Regions from separate parts of the Anas platyrhynchos genome. Here region 1 is linked to region 2. The links are chromatin contacts, called in public Hi-C maps. All regions are on one chromosome and are shown on one strand. The core of a region is the stretch at or near the end of the contact, and the rest is flanking DNA. Distances in the headings are between cores, read along the strand shown.

Evidence for each region. Hi-C and Micro-C count contacts between places; a contact is called where the count stands out from the background.
Region 1: a Hi-C map of subcutaneous adipose tissue shows a contact between it and region 2, with 2.1 times the contacts expected there. The contact joins two enhancer-like sites. A contact is called at or near these places in 3 of 8 Hi-C or Micro-C datasets (liver, skeletal muscle and subcutaneous adipose tissue).

The regions. Positions count from the first base shown.
Region 1 is chr1:26,463,135-26,469,867 of IASCAAS_PekinDuck_T2T, reverse strand. No RefSeq gene overlaps it. Among named protein-coding and RNA genes, the nearest start is that of CAPZA2, 12 kb to the right of the region's middle. Within about 2 kb of position 3,042, at least 1 of the 8 cell types and tissues checked has an H3K27ac peak or open chromatin away from gene starts, as enhancers often do. A contact at or near this core is called in subcutaneous adipose tissue, where this site is marked.
Region 2 is chr1:26,328,101-26,335,157 of IASCAAS_PekinDuck_T2T, reverse strand. ST7 (suppression of tumorigenicity 7) reads left to right here. Exons shown (of 15, transcript XM_038179926.2): 3 at 4,554-4,713. Among named protein-coding and RNA genes, the nearest start is that of WNT2, 79 kb to the right of the region's middle. Within about 2 kb of position 3,252, at least 4 of the 8 cell types and tissues checked have an H3K27ac peak or open chromatin away from gene starts, as enhancers often do. A contact at or near this core is called in subcutaneous adipose tissue, where this site is marked.

The DNA of each region.
Region 1 (6,733 bases), core at 1,793-4,292, 130 kb before region 2:
AAACTCTGCTGATCATTATCTGACTTATGATGTTTTGTCTTCCTGAAAAGGTTAAAAATGTGACAAGTCTCAATAGCTGATGGCCATACCCATCTATACCAAGGGCTATTCTTGGCTCCAGCAGAAATTAGAGACATTTGCAGCTCAGCTCAGTAACACAGTCCCGTTAACTGGTCTGATTTACTCAAAAGTATGACTCAAAAGGACCGAAATTGTTGTTCAGTCCAGACTGAATTCAATTAATAGTTTGAGCCCAGAAGTATGAAAGGTTGGATTTTTTTCAGAGAAAGTGAAATATTTTTTGTTTTGAAATTGACCTTATATTTTAATGTTAGACTAAACAAAAGTTTAATTTCGGATTAAACCAGTGCTTGTGGTTTTACTTGGCATGAGATCCAATTAAATGATCAAAGTCTCAAAAGTCGGCCAAGAGATCAAGGAAGATGAGGAGAGCAGAGAGGCCCTGAGACTTCCCTGAGAATGGATAGCCAGAGCCTCTAGTGAAATTTTAATGTAATGGAAAACACAGACACTAGATCAGAAAGAATCCAGACAACTGGAGAAGTGATCAATAGCCTATCCATGAAAACAGCCCGTTTATTGATTGTTATAAAAAAAGGAGCAGGAAGAAGATATTAAAGTAATATGACAGGAGATGGAGAGCTGAGTGTTGAGACTCTAATTTGTTTGACTGTTGAAGAACAGAGGCAAGGAAGAAGATGAAAGAGCGAGAAGGGATGAAAATATGATCAAGACAGGTCAGCTCACAGACAAGGAGGCATCAAGGGGATGGCTGAAAGCACTGGCAGTAGGGGCAGCAAATATCTCAAAGTATGGATCGTGAGAGATGGCCGGACAACAGGGAAGGGAAAGGGGAAGGAGAAGGGAGGCCAGGACAGCAGCTTGGCAGCGCAACTCACATGCGTGACTGATAGAGACTGGAGAATGCCTCAGCCTCTTGCGGGATCCTGTACCCTGTTGTACGGAGGGTCACAATCTCATCCTTAGCCATGGGCCCTCTAGAGTCCCTGAAGGCAGATAACGAGAGAAAAGAGATGAAAAGCAGAAAGTGAGTTTGATCAGTTTAGTGTTAACTTTGTGCCATGCCTTTGATAGGAACAGAATAGTCAAAGCAAATAGAGCTGCTTTGAAATAGGAATTGACGGGACAAAATATAGCGAGTAAACGAGAGGAACTTTATCAGAATTACGCCACAACTCATTAATCTGTATCAGAGCAATAATGATACTTTAAAGTTAACACCAGAGTTTCAAAGCAGAAGGTCTTCTGGATCTCTGGCAACTCGCTGCGAACCCTTTGCAGCTAATCAGTATCACTGCTTCAAAAGAAATTAAACTGTCTCCACCCAGCAACTCTACTGGCATTTGATCTACAATTGGCTTGGTTAAAAATTAATTACCCTTACAACATATTGATTACATGACTATAAACATAAAAGCAGCAGCCCAGAACAATGTACACTGACCCTCTGTTGAAACAGCGTGTTTGTTTTCAAAAGGAAGCTAATTAAGACAAGTTCCCCAGAAGAAGGTGGCCGTGGTAAAACTCAAACCAACAGTGCCATCTAGTGCATCGCCCTGCTCATAAAGATCAGTCCTTATTTCACACAGATCATTTCTTATTTCGTGTTTCCCGATGGTAACTAAATAGAGCTGATAAATCACTCTCGTGCTCAATGTGCCTGAAGTCCCAAGGCTTGCCACTGGAGAATACACGGCTTCCAGATGAAGGAAATCTAACATCATATTTACATTTTGGTAATTAATAAAACTCGAAAGCTAAATCTATTTGATCAGTACTGTTGCTGCGAATTAACTGAAATAAATACAAGTTTCACATTGGCAATAGTTCTCAGGCTTCTAGGCCGCTGCGCTTGGAAATAAATTCGCTGGAACGTGTCTGTGTTGTCTTTAGATGGTATCTCTGTAATACACTGAAATAGATTGGATAAGAATCTCTGGATATCCTTCACGATCTTTTATTAGACGTGCATGTGTACATACCAATGAGCAAAGACTGAAAGCAGAAAAAGAAAGCACCATTTGATTTTCTGCTGCAGCGTCTGCTTAGGATCTGCTAAATATACCCCTTGCTAATGAAGACTAATTGTTTTATATCAGAAAAATGTAAGGCACTAACTCTTTGGGTTTTGTCTGTGTGTCACTGACACGGTGTGGAGGACTTGCTTCTAAATCCGTTTACCTAGATCGGAGCCCCTGAGAGGAGTCCTCACAGAAGTGGCAATTCCAGGGACCTGCTCTCAAATTTTGTCACCTGATTTTAGGCTTCATTTAAGCCACACCATTTCTCTGGCTGGTTCAATGTCTCCTATTATTAGAAACTGCTCCCTTTCAGGAACTCTGAACCCTGGCTTGGCTTCCCCTTCCCAAAACTCTGCGGAGACCTCTCAATGCATCTGGCATTGTACTTGGCACTCTGAGCTAGCTTAATGTACGCCCATTGTCAGCTCCTACATGGATCGCCTTATACTACAAAAGAGAGCCTAAAATAAAGACCGTATATCCTGCAGCAGGAAAAGAAAGATTATGATCTCCGTGCCAATTGCCTCGGCCTCCTTTCTACCCCGAGGAGTTGTATTTCACTGTGGGGTTTTGCACCCCTAGCCTGGTGTCACTAATCCCTAACCCATACCAGCCAGCGTCAGGCACGTCTCAGATGACACCGGGGCACAGATGTCGGCAGCACCGATGTCAGGCAGGCATCCCGGAGATTTTGCAGTTTACTCAGGACTGAAATTCCTCTCTGTCTTCCTCATCAGTTCCTCCCCTGACACTAGGGGAACCGCTCCACCCACACCCACTGCAGCAGCTTCACTATTTGTTTTGGTTTTCCTTTTGTTTTGCTTCTCTCGGCTAACAAAATTCCCATACGTGTTAACATTAAAACAAAACCCTCCAGGGCTGCCACAGACCTGGCCCATTTTACCCTCTCCCTTCCACCTGGAGCCCAGGGCAGGCAGCAGCAGCCCCATTGCAGGGCTGGCCACCAGCAGGGGACCCTACCAGGCCCTCCAGTGCACACACGCTACAAAATCCCAGCCTTGCCAAGTTGAGAAGGCTGGAACAGATTTTTATGGCTTGACAGAGGATTTGCTAACAGCCCGTTTGAAAAATCCTTCCCTGGAATGCAGCCCACAGTCAAAGGCAAGCTGTATTGCCCCGAAACTGTAAGGGCTGACATGCTCAAAGGAAAGAAAATGGCATGAGATCTGTTGCCCTCTCCTCCTCACCTTCCCACTTTCCCATTCCTTTCCTCCTTCTTTTCTTTCTTTCCTGGCCGGCTGGAAAGTCCCTGAACACGAGGCAGGCAACAATGATGGCAGCAGCAACCTAACATGACTCAGAGCAAAGAAAGAAAAGGTTGTGACTAAAAGGAACATAAGGCCAAGGAATAAATAAGCAGAGATGCAGAGCTAAAAACTGCCAGAAATGAACAAATATAGGTCCAAACATCACGAGCTACACAAGGGATTGGCCAAAAACCAGCATCCAGCACTGTGCTGGGATATATGATGAAGCTGGACTCCTCTATGGCAGGCCTGCAAATACATCCAGCTAGGTGCAGAAATAGCTTTTCATGCCACCATGTCAGCAAGCCGCCCATGGAGCAGCAGTCCATCCATGTCCCATCCCCTCCAGCTATTACCATTCCTTCTGTGTTTTCATAGGTTATGGAAGACTCACATCCAACCTGTCCATACTAAATTTTCAAGAAAGCTCTTTGTCTTCTCCTGTGTTGCATTTTCAACATCTGTAGAGGCTCCTTGCTGTTCTCTTTTTTCTCTAAAAATGACTTTTGATGCGAGAGTCACAAAAATTTGAAAAAGAATATTCAGAATAGAGACTCCTCTCTGTCATGCTAGATGATGTTACCTTAAATCTTCAGATATCCCACCTCTGTTAGTATCTCTTTGTCATCTCATCCTAGTGATCACAACAGGGATAAGACTATTCTTTTTTCTTGCTGTATATCCTGATCCAACATGAGAGACTTAAAACAGAAGTTCACAATCTTCTGCTGAGGAAGGAAGTAGAGCTCTGTATTTGCACTAACTTTCCACAGATTGCAGGAGCCTGAGCTTACCATCTGGAGAGAAAGTATATGAGGCTTCCTTTCAGACTAATGATCTGTACCAGTCAGGGATATCATTATAACTGCAGCAACAGGAGTTAGAGCAGGCACAGAAATAGTAACTGCGATCTCTGAAAATTAGAAAACTGGTTAACACACATGTGGAATACAAGTTTGTTCTCTTTCCAGAATCAAATGTATTTTCTTTGGTTCAAAATAGTTCATCTAGATATCAAAATTCCTTAGTGAGTTACTAATTACTACCAAAATATAGTTCTGGTTTTAATATTTTCCAGTCCCAATTAGTTCACAATGCTTGTTGGAGGGCCAGAAAGAGGAAAATTGCAGCATTTTTTTTTTTTCTCAGATTAAGCATAATGTTTTACTCCTCTATGTATTTCTTGAACAGGGAAAAATGAAAACAGTATAATGTAATGTTTAATCTGTGTGTTACTTTTGTTCTGAGTTGTCCTCCTTAACCAAAAGGTTATGTCTGTGGGGGCGTTACAGTGGGATGCATTTCTTCTGGTTTTGCACTAGGCTTCTGTCAGTCGTCTTTCATCCATGTTTAGATACAGGGAGAATGGGACTAACCAATTTACTGCAACAAAAAACATACAAAAAAAAACATATTTTTTCTCCTTTTTACAAACTTCTCCAGAACAGACAGAATTATTAACTTAACAAATTCTTTTTGCCATAGACATAATCAATGTTGGAAATCCTCTGGGGGAGTTTTCTTCCGTGTAATCTGTTGAATAAAGGGCTGTCAATACATAGCCTAGGAAGCCACTTACAGAGGAGTATAAAACAAATATGAAATACAAGGATGGTAATTCCCACATTGAGCTTTGTCATGCTTGCAATATTAATTTTGCTCTTTGCAGTAGACCTGTGTAGCATTAGACAACTCAATTCAGCGTAAAATTGAGGCCTGAAAATAAGAAATAGATTTCTGAGGTCAAACAAGATGAATGTTAACTTGAGACAATGTACAGGTGTAAAACTTGCATTCCCATCTGCACACACATTCCCCATTTGTCTGTTACCTCCTTCCTTGATTTCTGGTATCTCCTCTTACCCCAAATGGCTCACTGCCATCATCAACTTCAGAATGCAAGTGGGTGAAATCCTGGCTCTTTTGTGGTCAGACAGAGACCTGCTAATTTCCAGAGCACCAGAAAACTGAGAACAATGTCTTTATTACAGCCATGTGTAAGAGTACTTTGGGTAAAGGAGAATGGTAAGATAACATCCTCAGAGTTGCTTTTACACATGAGGTTGTTTCATGGCATCCCTGTGTACAGATAAACAGATGACAGATGTCCCAAGTAAGCAGATCTTGTGCTCTAGGGCCACAGGTGAGTTCTGTGGGGAAGCGTTTACATGACCACTATAGGCAACTTACACCACCGTCTGCCTCTGTCTTCCAAAAAAAAAAAAAACAAAACAGTGCAGAGAAAGAAGTTAAAAGATGTTAAGAAAGATGTTAATAGAATGATGTGATTTTGTCAATATACAAGGTGGCAATAGGTTTTAAGGAGTCTTCTTTTTTTAAGTGACTGGGGTAACTGACAAGACACTGCAAAGGATCGCTTACGTTAGCAGACAGGTTCTACTCTAATGGTATCAGAGTGCAAACCCTTCTCGTGGTAGATGCATCTCACTTACAAAATACATTTTTGTATCAAGTTCTTATATCAAATGTACTTTTTACTAGATGAGATGAAATCTACATGTATGTCTTTATTTGATGGTCTGCCTTTCCACAGTGTATGTACTTTGAAAGAAAGTGAGCAGATGCCTGGTGCTAGGAGCTATATAAAACATGAGAGATTAAAATTTTTTTAAAAAAATTGTTCTTTTTTTTTGTCTTCCAAAATTTGTTTTCCTGCAAGACTGAATGTTACAGACTTTGACAAACCTCAAATCCCATTTATTGAGAAGTTCATACTGAAACAAAGAAAAGAAGGCCGATATGAGCTGCTGTGATTTGTAACCAGACAGACCTTCTTTGTTGGGATCTCTGCACCTTTTGTGGGATCCTCACTGCAACCTACTGCAATCCCAGTTCACATCAGACCTATCTTCACTATCAGAAGAAATGCCTGATTTTTAAATATAGTAGAAATAGGCCCTTTACATTTCACAAGTCCAGTCAGTTGGTAACATGCAATAGTGCGTAAAGGGTGGAAAGAGACAGCTGGGCAGCAGACACTCACCTGAAGCTACTCTGAACTGCGTGTTGGCTGCATTTTCTGCTAGCAGTTCATTCAGCCATTAGTCACCTGGAGAGATGAGGGCATTACAGCCTTCCCCTGCTCATACAATGTCAGTGTAGGCCTCATCCCATTTGCAGACACACTAACTATCTAAAGCAGCTTCTGGAAGACAGCAAACACTAAAAGAAAAAAAACGTGATTTTCAAAATATTAACACTGTTCTATCCTGAGTCAGAAATGTTCTTGTCCAACTAAGAAGTTACTAACCCTGAAACGAAAGGGTTATCTTTTCTAATAATGACTTTGTCTCTGCAACTGAGGGCGTCTTGCAAAGACACCCGATGTCACCAGTGGTTGAATAATGTCTCTCATTGGAAGCATAATGGCATCTCAAAACA
Region 2 (7,057 bases), core at 2,003-4,502:
CTGTGGAAGTCTGACGTTTGCACAGGGACAATCTTTGGCAGCTGAAGACTGATACGTGGTAATTGTTCAAAGCTTCAGCTCTGCTCAGTGGAGGCTGGCAGGTTGGGGAGGGCAGAGGCCTTGTAGGGAGCTCCTGAGAAATTGGAAGCATTTGCCAGGTAGCTGATGAGAGAGGAGGGATCTGCAGGATGGCAGCCTGTAACCTGCTGAAGGCATAACAAGTGGCACCTACCAAGCACTGAGAGAAGTCCTGTGGTTAGGCCAGGCAATATATTATTTTCTTTTCCCTTTCTTTGTTTTCAGAGGCAGGTAAAATGTAGGTAAAGAGTTATTTTGCATAAGGTGGTTGCTAGCATCGCAGACAAAGGGGCTTTCTCTGTTGAAGAACAAGTAGCATTGTATCATCACATCCGTATGGATAAACACTCTTGCTTCCCAAAGCAGGATGATCTTCCCCATACTGTCTACTGGGAACAGCCCCTGGGCTGTGATATCCCTTGAACACGTCCAGTCATTGTCAGGGAGAGTTGGTGCAGGCCGGGCAGTGTGCTGACAAATAAACAGCGTGGATGACAGAGCCAGTCCAACACGTGCTGTGCTCCTGTTTTATTTATCACAGGGGCTTAACCATTGAATGCTCTGCTGTCATCATCCTGCTCCTCAAGGGAGTAAGCCTCATTTAGATCCATTAGATTGGTTGTTACCGCCCCTCATATTAGAAGAGCATTCCAAATCTGACTCCTCAGAGACCCGGATGTCTAATTAGAAGTCTGAATGAGAGCCCTGAGCTGTGGAAGTTGCCTGCAAATGAAATTCTTTACTCTTTCAGCTGAAGACTCAATATGCACACTGGGAGAGGACTATGGATAGTAGTCACTGTAAGAGAGGATGCCTGTCTTGGATATGATAAACAGGAAAGCATCATTCAGATTGCTGATAGATGTATTTGGTCCAGTGAGAACAGCCATCAAAACCGTCCCTTGTGGACTGATGCATTTCTGGTGGAGTATCTGCTCTGAAAATCGAAGAGGGAAGATCAGATAATCCAAGGGATGCAGAATGGATTTGTTGTTGCACAGAGAAATAAAACAATCTGGGATTGTGAGATCTCTTATGTGAGAGCAGAGATAAGACAGAGAGGAACTGTGATGTTTTCATCACACAGGGGAAGTACCTGCATAGAGAAGCAAAGGCAAAAAAGGTCCATAACAAGTATCTGAAATGCTTTCAGATTTATGAGTGATTAACCAGCTTTTATTTGACCCAAATATCTTTGCTGCATATGAGCTGGTTTTTTTGTTCATAGCCATGCACTTGTAGAAGTCATCCTTAAGGGTTTTCCAAAGTCAAATATTCTTACATTAAGCATGACCCCTACCAGACTGAAAAACAAGATTTCTAGATTTGGACTTCAAAACACAAAGCTGAAAATGTTCAGAACAGGTTTTTAACTTGGCCTTTGTGAAGGTTTAAAGATCCTTTGAGAGTCTGGAGTTGTGTGACCCTGATCAGATATGAAAGAACAGGCATCAGCTAGAGAGAACCCAGAGAAATTTGCTACTGCTGTGAAGATGAGCTTCCCTTCTACCCTATGTGTATGAGAGAAATGAATAATTCAGTCACAGAATGGTTTGGGTGGGAAGGGACCTTAAAGATCACCCAGTTCCAACCCCCTGCCATGGGCAGAGACACCTTCTTGTAAAGGTAAATACCACTAAGTGAGGTGGCTTTACTTTCAGAGGTGGTGCAGAAATGACTTTTCTCCCTAATTTCCTCTCTGATCCAGATCTCTTTCTACAGGTAATTAATCCTTGTAGTTCACTATTATTCTGCCAGATGATTTCTGCTGAACTGTCAAAAGCTTATTGACTTCACATTGCCTTCAAACTGGCTGGTACAGTTAGAAATAAAACTTGGTTATAAAAAATCAGGTTTCAAAACGGCTGACGCTGTCTGAGAAAGGTGCAGAAATACTGCGAAGGCAATTTATTGTTTCAACTTCAAAACCAGATTACATATTACCTTCTCATACACCCTGAACAAATCACTCTAAGCAAAGGCATATTGTGGTGATGATTTATGGCTTCATTTTCTAGGAGCTGGTATGCACTGAGATCTGGTTTGTGTTCCCTGGCACTGGATTCACTCAACATTGCAAATATTTCTCAAAGATGTCTTAGAAGATTTAGGAGCTTTAATCCCCCTTTAAAAAGTAATTAATGTATTTGTAAGGCTAAGGAGGAACTTACAGCTGTACCACATGTTTTGACAAGTTCCTGTCACTCAGCTGAACCGTAGTAGTGACAGCATGCATGCATTCTTTCTGCTTGTATCCTCAGTTTCACTGAAATTCAGTGTGACAGTTTCCCAATTTGTATACAGTTATGCAGGGCAAATGAGGTCACAAGAGCTCTATTTTTTTTTTCTTTTTATGTAAAAGCTGTTGATAGTTGAAATAATAAGCAGGAAATTATTAACATGTTTTAATTTCTTTTTTTTCCCTTAAAGAAAGTATGAAGCCAGTTAGATGACAATCTAACTACCTAGAGTTTTGAGAGGCCAGTCTGGCAAGCTGTACTTCAGTCCCTGGCTCTGTTACAGTGATACTCAGCGTCCTGTGTCTCAGTACAAAACTATAATCCTCGATTCCTTAAAACCATGTCCTTTGAGGCTTTGGATAGGCACAAATGTGGCTTCAGTTGTGTTCAGGCTTCAAAGTTGCCAAAGACAGTACAAAAGTATACACTAATGGCAGAGCTGTGACTATATTTTACAGCACGGTCTTTCTCTGATGGTCGGCCATATCTTGGCTGCTTAGGTTATGATGCACTCTTGTATTGTAAGATTTAGATTCTCAACCCTTCAGAAAGCATTGTATAAGAACATGAGAAGAGCTAAACCCAAAGACTCGCCTGTGCCAGCTCCCTGTCCATCATCCCTAGCATTTGGAGAAGCACAGGCGGTGGTGGATGCCTGGGAAGTGCATCAGTGCAGAGCAGCATGCAGTGATACTTCCTCGCGGGTCTTCCCACCCAGGTGTATCCCAAGGGAACACACAGAGTGACAAACCCAGGTAGGAGCTCTACATGCTGTGAGGGATTTCAGTGACTTGCCAGGAATGCAGAGTTCACAAAGATCCAGATGTGTTTATGTTCTGGTTTCCCTGTGAGCATCTGTTTATCTTCCCCAGTGCCTGTGACCTTTATCTGTTCACGTTAGTAGCCGTTCTGTCTTCTCCTCATAAAACTGCTTTATTCTTCCTTGTTGATGTCTCCAAGAAGAGCCATTAGCTTGTTTTGGGGACCAAGTGGTCTCCAGGGCTGCCACACATACTTGTGTGAAGTTGATCTATGGCCACCAGCTACGTTCCCACTCCATCCAGCACAGTTAGCATCAGCTTCTTCCGGATGAATGCTCTTGGATACTTTAACAACACAGCTGGACTTAGGGGAAGCCGCAGTGCTGAAGGTATCACAGTGATCTTTGGAGAGGAATTCTTTCTTGCTGTGCCCCTGTGGAGTTTCTCCCCTGTGGAATGGTTTGAAGAAAAAAAGAAAAAGAAGTAAACTTTACAGACAATCCTATGGAGACTGAGAGAAGTTGGTTCAATTACATAAAGAGCTCAAGAGGACTTTAAAAAAGAAAAAAAATACAGAAATACAGAGACCGTTTTTGGTGATTCAGGAGCGATTCAGGGAAGGCGTGGAGCCCGACATGAACCTCGCTGCAGACTCCGGGTGTCCCACAGCCCAAAGCCTTGTAAACCCTTCAGGATATACTCATTTGAAGTGTGTGCTGCACTCAAAATCTTTTTCCTGTTTATGTGAAATAGTCTTCATTTCCAGGTTTATGTAGTTTCCTAAAATGTCTGTTCTTACCCCAAAAATATAATTTCTCTGTGAAAATACAGCAAACGTGTATTTATGTGCATAATTTCAATTTCCAGGGGTTCTTTTAGGCTGTGGAATTTGTTAAGCAGATCTATGTAAATATATATATATATTTCTGATTTTCTAGCTGAACCAAAAGCCTGAAATTTAATTCGGAATCATGCTAAGTCAGGAATACAAAACCAAACACAGCTGGCTCTGTTGGGGGAAAAAAAAATAATCCTTTAAAAGGTGTAAGAATGGTTTTTGGGGTGTTGTTCGGTACTTTAAACGTTCTTTAAATGAAATGTGGTGGGATCCTTCGGAGGCATTGCCAGGAAGAGGAGCAAAGCTGCCTTTCCTCACCTTTTTTGCACTGCCCGTGGAGGGAGGCGGCTGCGGCAGGAGCACAGCCCTGCGTGCAGCCTCGCCTGGGATGGGCGGAGCGGGGCTCCCGTTAGATGTCACCTCAAAACAACGTTCCTCGCAATGTTAAAAGCCTCCGAAGGACGGGATTTGGTGTAAGGGATGGGATTTTTCGCTGTTGCTGCCGGAGGAAGGCGGCCTCCCGGCAGCAGGGAAGGCGGGCGGGCTGCGAGTCCCCGGCACCCCCGGGGGCGGGGGCGGGGGCGGCGGCGAGGGGCTGCGGCGGGGGCCGTGGTGCCAGTGACGGCTGTGTTGCAGATCTTCGAGTGGTGGTACTTCCGCAAGTACGGCACGTCCTTCATCGAGCAGGTCTCGGTGAGCCACCTGCGACCTCTGCTGGGCGGGGTGGACAACAGCGCGCCCAGCACGGCCAACGCCGCCGGCGGCGAGGCGGACTCCAGCCGCCAGAGCGTCTCAGGTGAGGGGCGCTGTGCTGGTGTCACCCCCACGCGGGACCCCGGCCCTCGGCGCTGCCCGTGGGGAGCCAGGAACCGGCCCCCAGCAGCCAGGAGCCAGCCCTGAGGAGCCAGGGGTCAGCCCTGAGGAGCCAAGGGCCAGCCAAGTGCCTCCTGCACAGGGCTGCCCCATTAATCCCTCGCCCTGACCGACGCCACTCGCCCAGGCTGAGGTGCTGAGGTGGCGACTTGCTCCCCTCCTGAAGCCCCCCCGCATGCCTTACGCTTGCTCTTTTTGCCATATCGTTTCTAAAGGCTTTTCCTTGTAGTTCTTTCCAGGAATTAAAAGCACATATAAAAATACGGGAAGCACATTGTCAGAAATGATCAGAAAAACTGATTGCCCATCTGCTACTTTGCTTCATTTTTTAGATAATGTGAGCAGTAAGCGAGCAGCATTCTGATTTCCCTTCAGCAAGCAGAAGCACAGTGGCTCTTACTAGCCTAAGGGCTTGTTCCATTCCCGGCTCTGCTGCTGAGTTGCTTGGTGGCTTTGGGCAAGTCCTAACGCAGCCGGGTTTGAAACAGAGGCCTCCAGTTCAGGGTGCCTGATTTCAGGCATTTGGGATAGATTTGCCTGAGCTTTCACAGCTCCTACAAAATTCAGTGGGTGCTGCCAACCAGGCTGATGGAGTCTGAGTCTGGGCAGTTCAAGTCTCAAAAGCAGTCCATGACGTGCTGGGGCCTCGTTTCTAATGCACCTAATTATTCTGAATGAACATAGGGTTTAGGAGGTGTGTCGACAGCCTTACATGAAGGGTAAAAACGTATGAGCTGTAATTTTTGTTACACACTTCTGTTTAATTATAACGAACACGCATATATTTGCTCCGGTGAAAAAGACAATATTAAACCAGGAGTAGCGAGCTCTGACACCTCGCAGTGTAACAGCCAGCTGTGTCCTGCCCCAGCTCTCCCACAGACCAGCCATCTCTGCAGGTCTCCTAGTCCCCCTTACCGAGCCAGGACCGCCGAGGAACAGCCCTCCTGAGGTGCATCAGCCCCTGGAGCACTGATCCACCAGGGCTGGCCGGGGATCCCGGGGAGCTGACGGCCCCGCTTGGCTGCCTCTGCTGCCTGGGGCATGGACTGAGGACCACAAGGGGTGAGGAAGCTGTGACAGACTCAGGTGTCTGTCTCGAGCTGTAGATACTGCTTCAGAAGTCAGGGCAGGGGTCTCACTGCTTTGCTTTCCTCATCTGTAAAATGAGGTTTAACTGTTTCAGCCTAAGTTGGGCACAGAGATTGTAATATTGGAAATTAATTCAGCTTTCAGTGGCGATGTGACCCCAGAGTCAATTAGGCTACACTTAAATTTGTTTCCTCTACAGGCTTTTAAAATATATCAGAATTGACTAATGAGGAAAAGACAAAAAGAACAAATTCAGTTAAAAACAACACATTGTTTAGCAACTGAGGTACCTCTGTCTGTACCTGGCAACTTCTGCTCATCAGTGCTCATGAAAACAAGCAAGCAAAAATTAGCTTTGAACTCACAAGTTAAATAAAGTAAGTGGCCTCAAAAACCCTTGCTCTCTGCTGGATATTCCCACTTGGGGAAGCCTCCATATAGCACTGCAGATTCAGCTGCTGTCATTCCCATCTGAGGAGAGGCCACGAATAGCAGCGCTGCGTGGTGCAGGATATTAGATTTGGGTGAACGGGGTGGCGTGGAAACACCTGTGTGCACTCATCAGTGTGTGCTGTCACACTTCAGCAACTCCGAAATAACTCCCATCATTTTAAAGCAGAAGGCACAGTATTTTGACTAATGAGGTTCACCCAAGCATCTTGACTTTCCTGATACCAAGAAGCAGTCAGGGAGTGGGTTTACTTTCAGTGCACAGGCTCTCGCTTCTACAAATTCCTCCAACAGTGTCTTTGTACAGTGTGTCTGTACAGAAAGCCTGCTATTCATGCTTCCAGAAAGATACCAGTGCTCAAAACGTGACCATTGAGTCAGGGCCTGAAAGAGTAATATTCAAGAAGTCTGTATTGCCTATACAAAATAAGGACACAGTTATAGTGTGTTACTAGTTTGTAATGTAACAGAAAAGGCAACCTTTTGAGTCTGTCAAGCGTCCATCCTGGGATATTTCTTTCACTATTCAACAAGTTGAAGATGGCTTTTTCACTTGGTTCACCATGTTTTCCTACATAGATGTTTGACTGTTGTAGAATATCGCAGTAGATAAGTTCATCGTCAGAAAGTCTGGAAGAATTATTTGGAAGATTATTGCACTGAAACCATGGTATCAGCAGATCCCAAGACAAAAGCAACAAAGAGCTCATCGTGTTTAACTACCC